Linked DNA regions of Mus musculus: region 2 is linked to region 1. The links are chromatin contacts, called in public promoter capture Hi-C maps. All regions are on one chromosome and are shown on one strand. Each heading gives the region's core, a stretch centred on a gene start, on an enhancer-like site or on the middle of the called end of the contact. The rest is flanking DNA. Distances are from core to core; before and after follow the strand shown.

Evidence for each region. Promoter capture Hi-C pulls out the DNA fragments that hold promoters and counts their contacts.
Region 2: a promoter capture Hi-C map of embryonic stem cells shows a contact between it and region 1, with 4 times the contacts expected there. The contact joins the promoter of Ngf here to the promoter of Slc22a15 in region 1. A contact is called at or near these places in 2 of 39 promoter capture datasets (both in embryonic stem cells) and 1 of 115 datasets of contacts at active chromatin or transcription factors (pancreatic cancer cells).

What each region holds. Positions count from the first base shown.
Region 1 is chr3:101,922,068-101,926,511 of GRCm38.p6, forward strand. It overlaps Slc22a15 (solute carrier family 22 (organic anion/cation transporter), member 15), which reads right to left and starts at 2,386. Exons shown (of 12, transcript NM_001039371.2): 1 at 1,965-2,386. The coding sequence starts at 2,051.
Region 2 is chr3:102,467,913-102,472,356 of GRCm38.p6, forward strand. Ngf (nerve growth factor) reads left to right here and starts at 2,007. Exons shown (of 3, transcript NM_001112698.2): 1 at 2,007-2,048.

The sequences.
Region 1 (4,444 bases), core at 1,136-3,635:
GAAAGGCAGCTCTTTTTGGTTTTGTGCTCAAAATGTTGGGGTGGGTGCTTCGGTGTTCCATGTCCCCTGTCAAGTATTGGTCAAGCAGTACAGCAGCTGGGCCTGCAACTGCTCCTTCATCTGGGTCTTCCTTCATCTGCTCTGACTTCTTGCACGTGTTTAAGCCTGTGATCAGAGGCATCTTTTTCACTGCGGATGCAGGCAGTGAGAACGGCAGGTTCTCTCCATGGCTGAACTCTTCTATTGCAATGGGCTGGACTTAGACTATAGTACAGTAAGGTCTTCAATAACGCTACGGTGTGACCCTCATCACTTCTCCACAGCAGGGACTTCAGAAGAATCAGCTATCCTTTCAGACACATCGAATTATAAAGTCGTCTTCCCGTGGAACTCAGGTGGAGGCAGGGACACGGCAACCCATACAGCCCACACCTACAAGATAAACAACCATCCATTGCCAATAACACTTGAAAACTTGGCAAATGGTGACCATAAATCAACCAACAGTTGCTGAGCAAAAAGATCATGGGCTTGGAACTCTTCCTTAACAAACTACAATGAACTAGGTCAGCCATTAATAAAAGCATGGGAGGGAGGGGAAGAAGGTGTAGGTCAGCAGTAAAGCTCTCGTATAAAAAGCGCAAGGCCCTGCATCTCCAGCTGGCAACGAGGTGATAAAAGCCCAGGAAAGTTAACAGGTCCTGACCCAGAATACTGGCCTTCTCAGTGCCACACTCAAGATTTGATTCTAAGTTGGCAACCACCTGGCTAGGCAAATAAGATGCTAACACAAGAAGTGGAGCAGAGAAGTGGCCAAAAGGATTGCCAGGAGAGGGGATATATACTTGGAACTCCTGGTTAGATGGAATATTGTCAAAGAAACCATTATACATGAAGACCAGACATTGCAGTTGCAGTTCTATTTCTCTATACTAATTCTTACTCTGCTAAGAGAAAGGCTTCCAAGTATCACCACTTGAACCGATGTTCTGCCTGGTGCTGAAGTCAACTGAAGATTTTAATGGGGAAAGAGAATCAGTAGATTAAGTTTTACCTTACTGCCTCTCTTCCTGCTGCAGCATCAACACAACGTTGAAGCAACTTGTGGGCTCTGGTTATAACCGCGGCCAGCCAGTACTTCCCTTGCAATAATACCTTAACTTACTTAGCTCAGCTGTCAGCCTCACAGTGTCAGTGTCACAGACCACTTCATCCCAGGATTGCAAGCCTCCGGGACAGGGAGCTAGCTTCATTTTCTGGCCCTGGTGGTAGGGATCAAACCCAGAGCCTTGCACATCTAGGGCTTTACCACTGACTGACCTGCTTCCTAGGGACAATCTGAGCTGCTCAGGCTGGCTTTGAATTTGCCTAGAAGAAGAGCCATCCTTCTCCTGCCTCAGTTTCCATAGTGCTAGGACTACAAGAATGAACCTCTTAAAGAGCCCAAGGACTCCTAAAATCAAGAGTTTTAGGTTGAGGTGTGCAGCTGGTTTCTGAGAATTCAATACAATGAACCACACTGTGTGGATGGTATCATTTCCCTAGACCAAAGCTGGCCTCGGAGCTTAATAACCCAGTAGAACTTTAACTAGAGAGAAATAAATTCCCGTGGATGGAAAGCCCCTTTAATAGGAAGCCTCCCTCAATCTCAGAGAGGGCTGAAGGAGGCCATACTAGCTAGACCTGATCTTTTGTGGGCAGGTTGTCCATGCTTTCTCTGTCTCACTCTGTAAGGGGTTAGGGTGCCGAATCCTTTTGATCCCGGGTAATGGGTTTCATCTTTCAACTAGCTCTGGTGGCGAAGTGTCAGTGCCAGGCTCTGGGTGACAGCCTGGGAGAGCTCAGTGGCTGGCCCGCCACCGCGCGGCGCCCGCCCGCCCCCTCCCTCCCTGCGCTCTCGCGCCACACCTGGGGCCAGCCTGAGCTGAGAGCGCCCCGGGGGCCGCGGGGAGCCGGGGACTCACCTGCAGCAGCACAGCCAGCAGGAAGCACAAGTACATCTGATAGAGGCCCATCTCGCCCACCGCCTGGAACGCCTCCTCCACCTCCATGGCGGGCTCGCGCCCGAGGACCCGGCCGCCACCGCGACGGAGGACCTGGCTGCGCGGTGGCTGAAGATCGGGCGACGGAGCGACCGAGGACTGAGCCGGGCGGGGACGGAGGGCCGAGCGGCAGGGACCGGGAAGGAGGACCGGGCGGACCGCGGCCGAGGCGGGGACAGAGGACTGGGCCGAGCCGGGGGTGGAGAACCGGGCGGGGCTGGGGCCCAGGCGCAGGCGGGACCCTGCAGACGACCGGGTCCGGGGTCGCGGCGGAGATGCGATGCTGGTCGCCCCGGCGCGGCCTCCCCGCTTCCTGTCAGAAGTGACAGGAATTTTTGGCGAGCGGTTGGCTGGCGCGCGGAAGGGAAAGAGGAAGTGGGTGCGGCGCGGGCGGCCAGGGCGACTCACGGGAGGGGCCGGCAGCTCCACGCCGTGTCCCGCGGGGTTCGCCCCTTCGCACAAAGCGGTGGAATGCGGGGGCGCTCAGAGCTCTAGAGCCTTCCGAGAAGAGGGCCGGGAGGCATCTGTCCCCTTCCTCCTTTGTCTTGCTTTAGGTACACAGGGTCAGATGTAAGCTCCGCGCCTCGAGACATCCACTTAGTAGTGCCCACTAGGCCCACGGACAAGGGACAAGGGACAAGGGCAGGGGGTCATGGTTGCCAAGGTCTGTCAATGGAGTTTGGCACAGGGCTGAAGAAGTGTGGGGACAGATTACTAGTGGCCCCACACCTAATCCTGTTTTGTTTTTAAACTATTGCAAGTATCTAAACCAGCATATCTCAACATGTGGGTCAGGACCAAAGACCCTTTCACAAGGGTCAGATATCAGATATTTACATTACAATTCATAACAGTAGCAAGATTACAGTTATGCAATAACAAAAAATTATTTTTATGGTTAGGGGGTCACCACAACACGAGGAACTGTGTTAGAGAGTCACTGCATTAGGAAGGTTGAGAACTACTAATCTAAACTATCGCTAAGTTTACCTTTGCTTTCTGTTGGTGTGATAATAGCATGACAGAAGAAACTTGGGGGCGGGGGGGGGGGTGGAGTTTATTTGGCTCACAGTTTCTCTCAGAGCCCATCATTGCTGGGAAGTCGAGGCACCAGGAACTTAAGCAGCTAGTAACATGGCATCCACAGACAAGAACAGAGGGCAGTGATGTGATGGATGCGCTCACCAGTGATCAGCTAGTTCCCTCACTCATTCGTTCAGACTAGGGCCCAACCTATGAAATGGCCTCACACATATGGGGGGGGGGGGCTTTCTAACAACCCAGTTTTTAAACAAATTCCCTCAGAAGCATGTCCAGGGCCAACCTACTCTAGACTGCTCCTCACTGAGTGAATGGGAACTTCCTTCCCAGCCGAGGCTAGGTTTTGATCGTTAAAACGAACCATCCCCTGAATATAATACAGAGTATAATGGATGACCAGGAGGTCCCCTTGTCTTGCAAGCATTCTTGTTGTGCTTCCACAATTTCCCATTAATTATGTCTGCTGTTTATAACTGCCCTTTAGTGGTCATCTACCTAATTATTGTAATAAAATGATACAATGTTGACTATGGCAGGGTTGGAAGCAGCCAGTGTGGTGGCCACAAAAGATGAATTGGAAGTGCTTAAGCCAGTGGTGGTGGCAGCAGCCATAGAGGCAGCACAGACCTTTGATTCCAGCCCTGGGGAAGCAGAGGCTGGGCTCAGCTACAGAATGAGATCCCTGGCAGCCAGGACTACAAAGATAAAGCAGCAAGACTTCCCTTTAACCATATGGTCTAGCTTTCTTGGCAGGCAGTGCTCTCTGTGAGAAGAGGGAGGGGCAGGGAGGAGAGGGGTCACTCAGCTTTGTTTCTTATTAAAGAACTTTTACTATTTTTTTTTCTAAAAATGTTTCCATTTTTATTTACGACTGTTTTGGGAATAAACTTGCTCATTTTGCCCTCCTAGACCATGATCTGGCTGTATTTGCACCCCACTTTTCGTTATTTTTATTATGACATACTTTGTTTAGTGTTACATAGTTATTTATTAAATAATTCATTATTTGTTTTGCATTTTTCCCACTTTTTTTCTACACAGAAAATATTTGAATATAAAATTGTAGTTCGCAGACTTTGGAATTTTTTTTATATATATTTTGTTTAGCTTTGTTACTTTGTGATTCTTTTACTAGCTAGATAGTGTCAGTGTTTATAGCTTGTTGGCTTTCAACACTTTCTCTCCCTAGCCATCTTTGATTTATTTAAGATAAGCACTGCTGTATCCCAAGTTGGCTTCAAATTTGTTATATAGCCAAGGCTATCCTTAAACTCCTGATCTTCCTGCTTTTGTCTTCTAGAAGGCTGAGAGAGCAGGCTAGCCAGCCTACTGCACCTTGTTACAATCTCCTTTGTAAAGAG
Region 2 (4,444 bases), core at 757-3,256, 550 kb after region 1:
ATTGCTGTTTATATATTCATACTTGGTTAAGATCCTTCAAATTCAGGGACAGAAACAGATCTAGTTAGAGCTAGCAATGAACTTTTATCAAGACGTGTAAATATGAACAACAATTTGGGGGCAGGACAGCTGGGCTTAGATCTTACTCACTTTGCTTTTTAAAATTTCTTCTTTTGGAAAAAACACAAGTGATTGAAATCCTTCTGTCCTTCAAGGTGACACCACAAGGACACAAACAAAAGCTCAGCTTGTGTCATTTGTAGTTCCACCCCTGAATGCACAGGTAGTTATTATTTGAGCTTGTGCTTTAAAAAAAATACAGTGTTATATGTGAAATGATTAATGGAGAAATGTATCCTATTATCTGGTAATTGTTAGTTTTTCATTAACAGTGATAAGTTTCCTCACAGAGCATCATGGCCATGATGTCAGCTCTGTTTTCTGCTATTCTGGTGTTGCCTGGTCTCTCACCTTTACTCCTAATGTGTGTTCATCCACCAGCCTGGACCTCACAGAGCATTAACAAGGAAAAAAAAAGTTCACTCTCTTCTTCCTTCATCCTCCCCAGAGTACCTGAAATGGCATGATGGTAGGTGTGGGGACAAAGTCAAAGTCAAAGGGAAGTTGAAATTCAGAGGACTGGAAATACATCAATAGGTCCTCTCCTTCCCACGTGACCTTCAATGGGGAAAAAGGACCACCTGGGCCTCACTCCATCCCAACTTCATGGAGCATGATTCTTGCCTAGACTAAGGTGTCACCTTCGTACCTTACCTTCCCTCTGTCACTCACTTTCCTGCATCCATTCCTTCCTGTGGCATTCATGAAGGTGGGGGTGGGGCATAGAACATGTCTTTCCGAAGGAAGTAAGTCATTTCACACAAGTGTGTGTGTGTGTGTGTTCATTTCCAAAATCCATAGAATTTTATTACAATTGTTAGTGCACATTTGGTGAAAAAGCTGACTTAGGGCATATTTCTCCCTTGAAGCTGAGGTGTAAACACCATAGAGGAAGGGGAGGTCAAACGGGGAAGACCCCATCAGCTCCTGAATCTATCAGATCCAAGACATTCTGGAGGGCCAACTGAGGACCCCCCACCATAAGTAAGTAGACAAAAGAGGTGAGAGAGAATTGAGGTGAGCCCTGGGGTGGTGCAGAAGGCCTGGCTTTCTCCTGGGTCTGTGTTTACTGACTCCTAAAAACCGACAGAAGCCCTAGGACCCCAGATCTAGAAACACGCAGGGAGCACATACAGACACAGTTCCATCTACAGTTTCCAAGGGACCAGCTCTCCTGGGAGGCCCCTGCAATGCCAGTGCTAAGGCTGGCAGTGGGAGTGGGAGTTGGGGTAATCTGAACACCTAAGGTCCTCTTCCTTTGACCTCAGGCAGATATACCTCTGTCTTGACATTCTAGTTAATTCTGCTTCTGCCTGGTTTCAGAGCAACCCCTGGCACTGGCCAATCCAGGAGTTTCCGGTGTTGTGGGTGTTCTCAGTGTTCCTTCAGCTCTCAGATTTGCAGAGATAGCAACACCTGATATCCTGGCCACCAAAGAAGACTAAGTCACCCCAGGAGGCTAGCAAGGCAGTGAGCCAGGGGAAGAGGTAAAGGGACTCCAACTCAGCCAATCAACTCAGCCCTGCTCAGCCTGTCTGCCCATTGGTGTTTGGAGCCAGCTACCTTGCCTGGTGCCCTAGAAAATCTCTCTCTGCATCTGTGACCTCCCCCCACCATGCATTTTCATCTAAACCAGGGGTTTTGAATTCTTCCCTGACTGGCTTTTCCTGGCTATGTCCCATCAACTCGGGAGCTATCCATCCCTTGTCCCCAGGACCCTTACAACCCGGACCCCTGGGTCTAGTCACAGCAGGTGCGGGCTGGGATTGGAGTTGGCCAGAGAGGGAGGGGTCGGGTGAGTGGGGGGCAGGATTTGGAGAGGGTGTGACGAGCCTGGAGGAGGGGCTAAATACAGTCAGGAAGCCTGTTAAAGAAGCTCTGTGCTCCAGCACGGCAGAGAGCGCCTGGAGCCGGAGGGGAGCGCATCGGTGAGTCAGGCTTCTCTGAGCCGAGCCCCGATACGGGTGCAACGCGGTGCGGCGGACTGGGGTTGCCGGGCTCCCTGGGACGGTGTGCTTGGATCCCTGTCTAGCTAGATCTTTGTGGGCTGAAGCGCACCCTTGAAAGAACTGTCCCGAGTAGATGTAGGAACACGAGATCGTGGGCACGCAAGGGAAGCGAAGGGAGTGAGGGTCTCCCTGGTCGTGAAATTCCCTGTTCCTGGATGACCAGAAGTACCAAAGTCAACACTGGCGCCTGCAGAAGCTGCATTGCCCAGCCTGAGCTCTCAGGCTAGAAGGGGACAGCGCTCAAGAGAGCCTGGAGTGAGGGATGCGCGCGCTGCGAGCGCGCTGGGGTGGCGGAACAGTAGCCCGCGCGCGGTAGAGGGCGAGTGCACAGCACGCCGACTGGGCAGTGCTCACAGACCCAAGAGCGCCTCTCTGCTCCTAGGTAAGAGGACTGTCAGCCAGGGTGATCTAGACTCGGTGTTTGTAGCAGGGTTCAGAGTGTAATATTGTGGGTACCAAGGGTTGATTCTGGAAGCTTGGGTTCCAAGTGCCGAGCACCAGGGTCCTCGGTGGGGCCTGCTGGGCATCCCAAGGCATAGCCTTACTGCTTGGGTCACCCAGTACATTCAGCTGTCTGCTGCCAGGTGTGGCAGAGGCTGGCACCCGGGATTGGGAAGGGCAGCGGTCGCTCTTGGGTTCAGGCAGAGAAGCTGCAGGGGAGGGAGAGAGGATTCTGGGGTCAGGGTGTTGAAACTTGAATCCAATGTAAACATAAGGCGTCTTTAGCACCGTTTGATTACAATGCTCTTGCTTTCCTAAAACTTTCTGAGATTCATAAGGAAGGTGATTTTTGGCTTGACCTTTCTCATCAGGTTTACTTCAGAGAGTCAAGAAGAGCCTGCTTGTTAGGCTGGTTTTTCCAAGTTGTTCCAGACTGGAAATTGTGCAGTTTGAAGGATAATTTATGGGTCTTTCGTGCGTTAAAGTGTATTACTACGAAGTCTTTTGGGTGCTGTGGGTATTAAGGAAAACTCAGTGCACGTTCCCAGCTGCAGACCAAAAATACTGCTCTCCTGGGTGCCTCTGCCCCCATCTATCATGGGAGGCCAATGGAAACCCTGGAGAAAAGCCATTTGATGTATTGCCCCCATCCTCCCAGAGTCCTCTCTGGCAGTACCAGTCTACTCTCCCCATAGGCATGGCCAGCTGAACTTTGCAAACTCAGAACTAGCCACAGAGGTCCCATCCATAACGTCTCCTCAGGGTCTCGAACTCCTGAAACTCAGTTATAACTGATGAAAAGGGCTGCCTGCCCCTCTCCCAGCAGTTCAGAGGGCAGTGCAGTCGCCCTTACCACCCTGCTTGGCCAGTGTAACAGTTCTCTACCAAATGAAACTTCCCCTCTCTCCAGAGTCACGGGCCACATTCGGTTTTCGTCTGCTGAGTAAGCCATGTGTCAGCCTGGCAACCTGAATTACTAACTCATCATAGATGGTATTCCCAGAGGTTCACAGGGGACACGCAGCTGGAGGAGAATGTGGTCTGGGGGATGAGGCCAGCATGGCTGGTAATGACATGCAGAAGACTTGACTGTCCCTTGTGCTGGGTCCTTGAAAGAGGATGGGGTTAATGACACATCTCTGCACTTTCCCTCATCCCAAGAAAATGTTAAGGGTCCCAGGTGTCAGAGGTCAGGGTCTCTGTGGTGTGGGACACATGATTTGACAGACTATCACAGTGACTCAGAAGGTTTAATAGTCAGCCAAACTCACTGTCATGCCTGGATAGCCACCTGCATATCAAAAAGTTTGCAGAGCTGAGTTTGTTCAGGACAGTCATCCTCATGCTGGTGGCTCTCAGTTCTTTCCTTTTAATCTTTAGCAAAGAACGGGCTCTCACATTCTCCTCTCACCCACCTTACAGCCCCCGCCTCCTGAGGGCAGTGGGAGGAAAGGATGAGGCACCACACTCCATTCTCCTCCAGGGAGAATTCTGTGCTGGGACCAGAAAGGGGGCCCCAGCTGCCAACATCAGCATGGAGACCAGGGCAGGGCAGGGCAGGGCTGGAGCCCCAGGGAAGTTTCTCATCGCTACTGAGATTGAGCTGATGAGAAAATCACATACTTCTAACCAAGTGCTAAGCATGACAGCTGCTCACTTGTGGAGCACAGGGCCTCAGAACTGCAAAAAAACAGAGCCCAGGCATGCAACGAAGCGGTGCCTAGACCCCACACAGCAGTAACAGGCTGAGCCAGGGACCTGGCCATTTGCCTTCTCCAAATAAGAACTGCCAAGCACCTCAGTATCTTAGCAGGCCTTCCAGTGTGATGAAGTAGGTTTTGCTGAGGATGTATACAAAATCTCTGGTTGTCTGA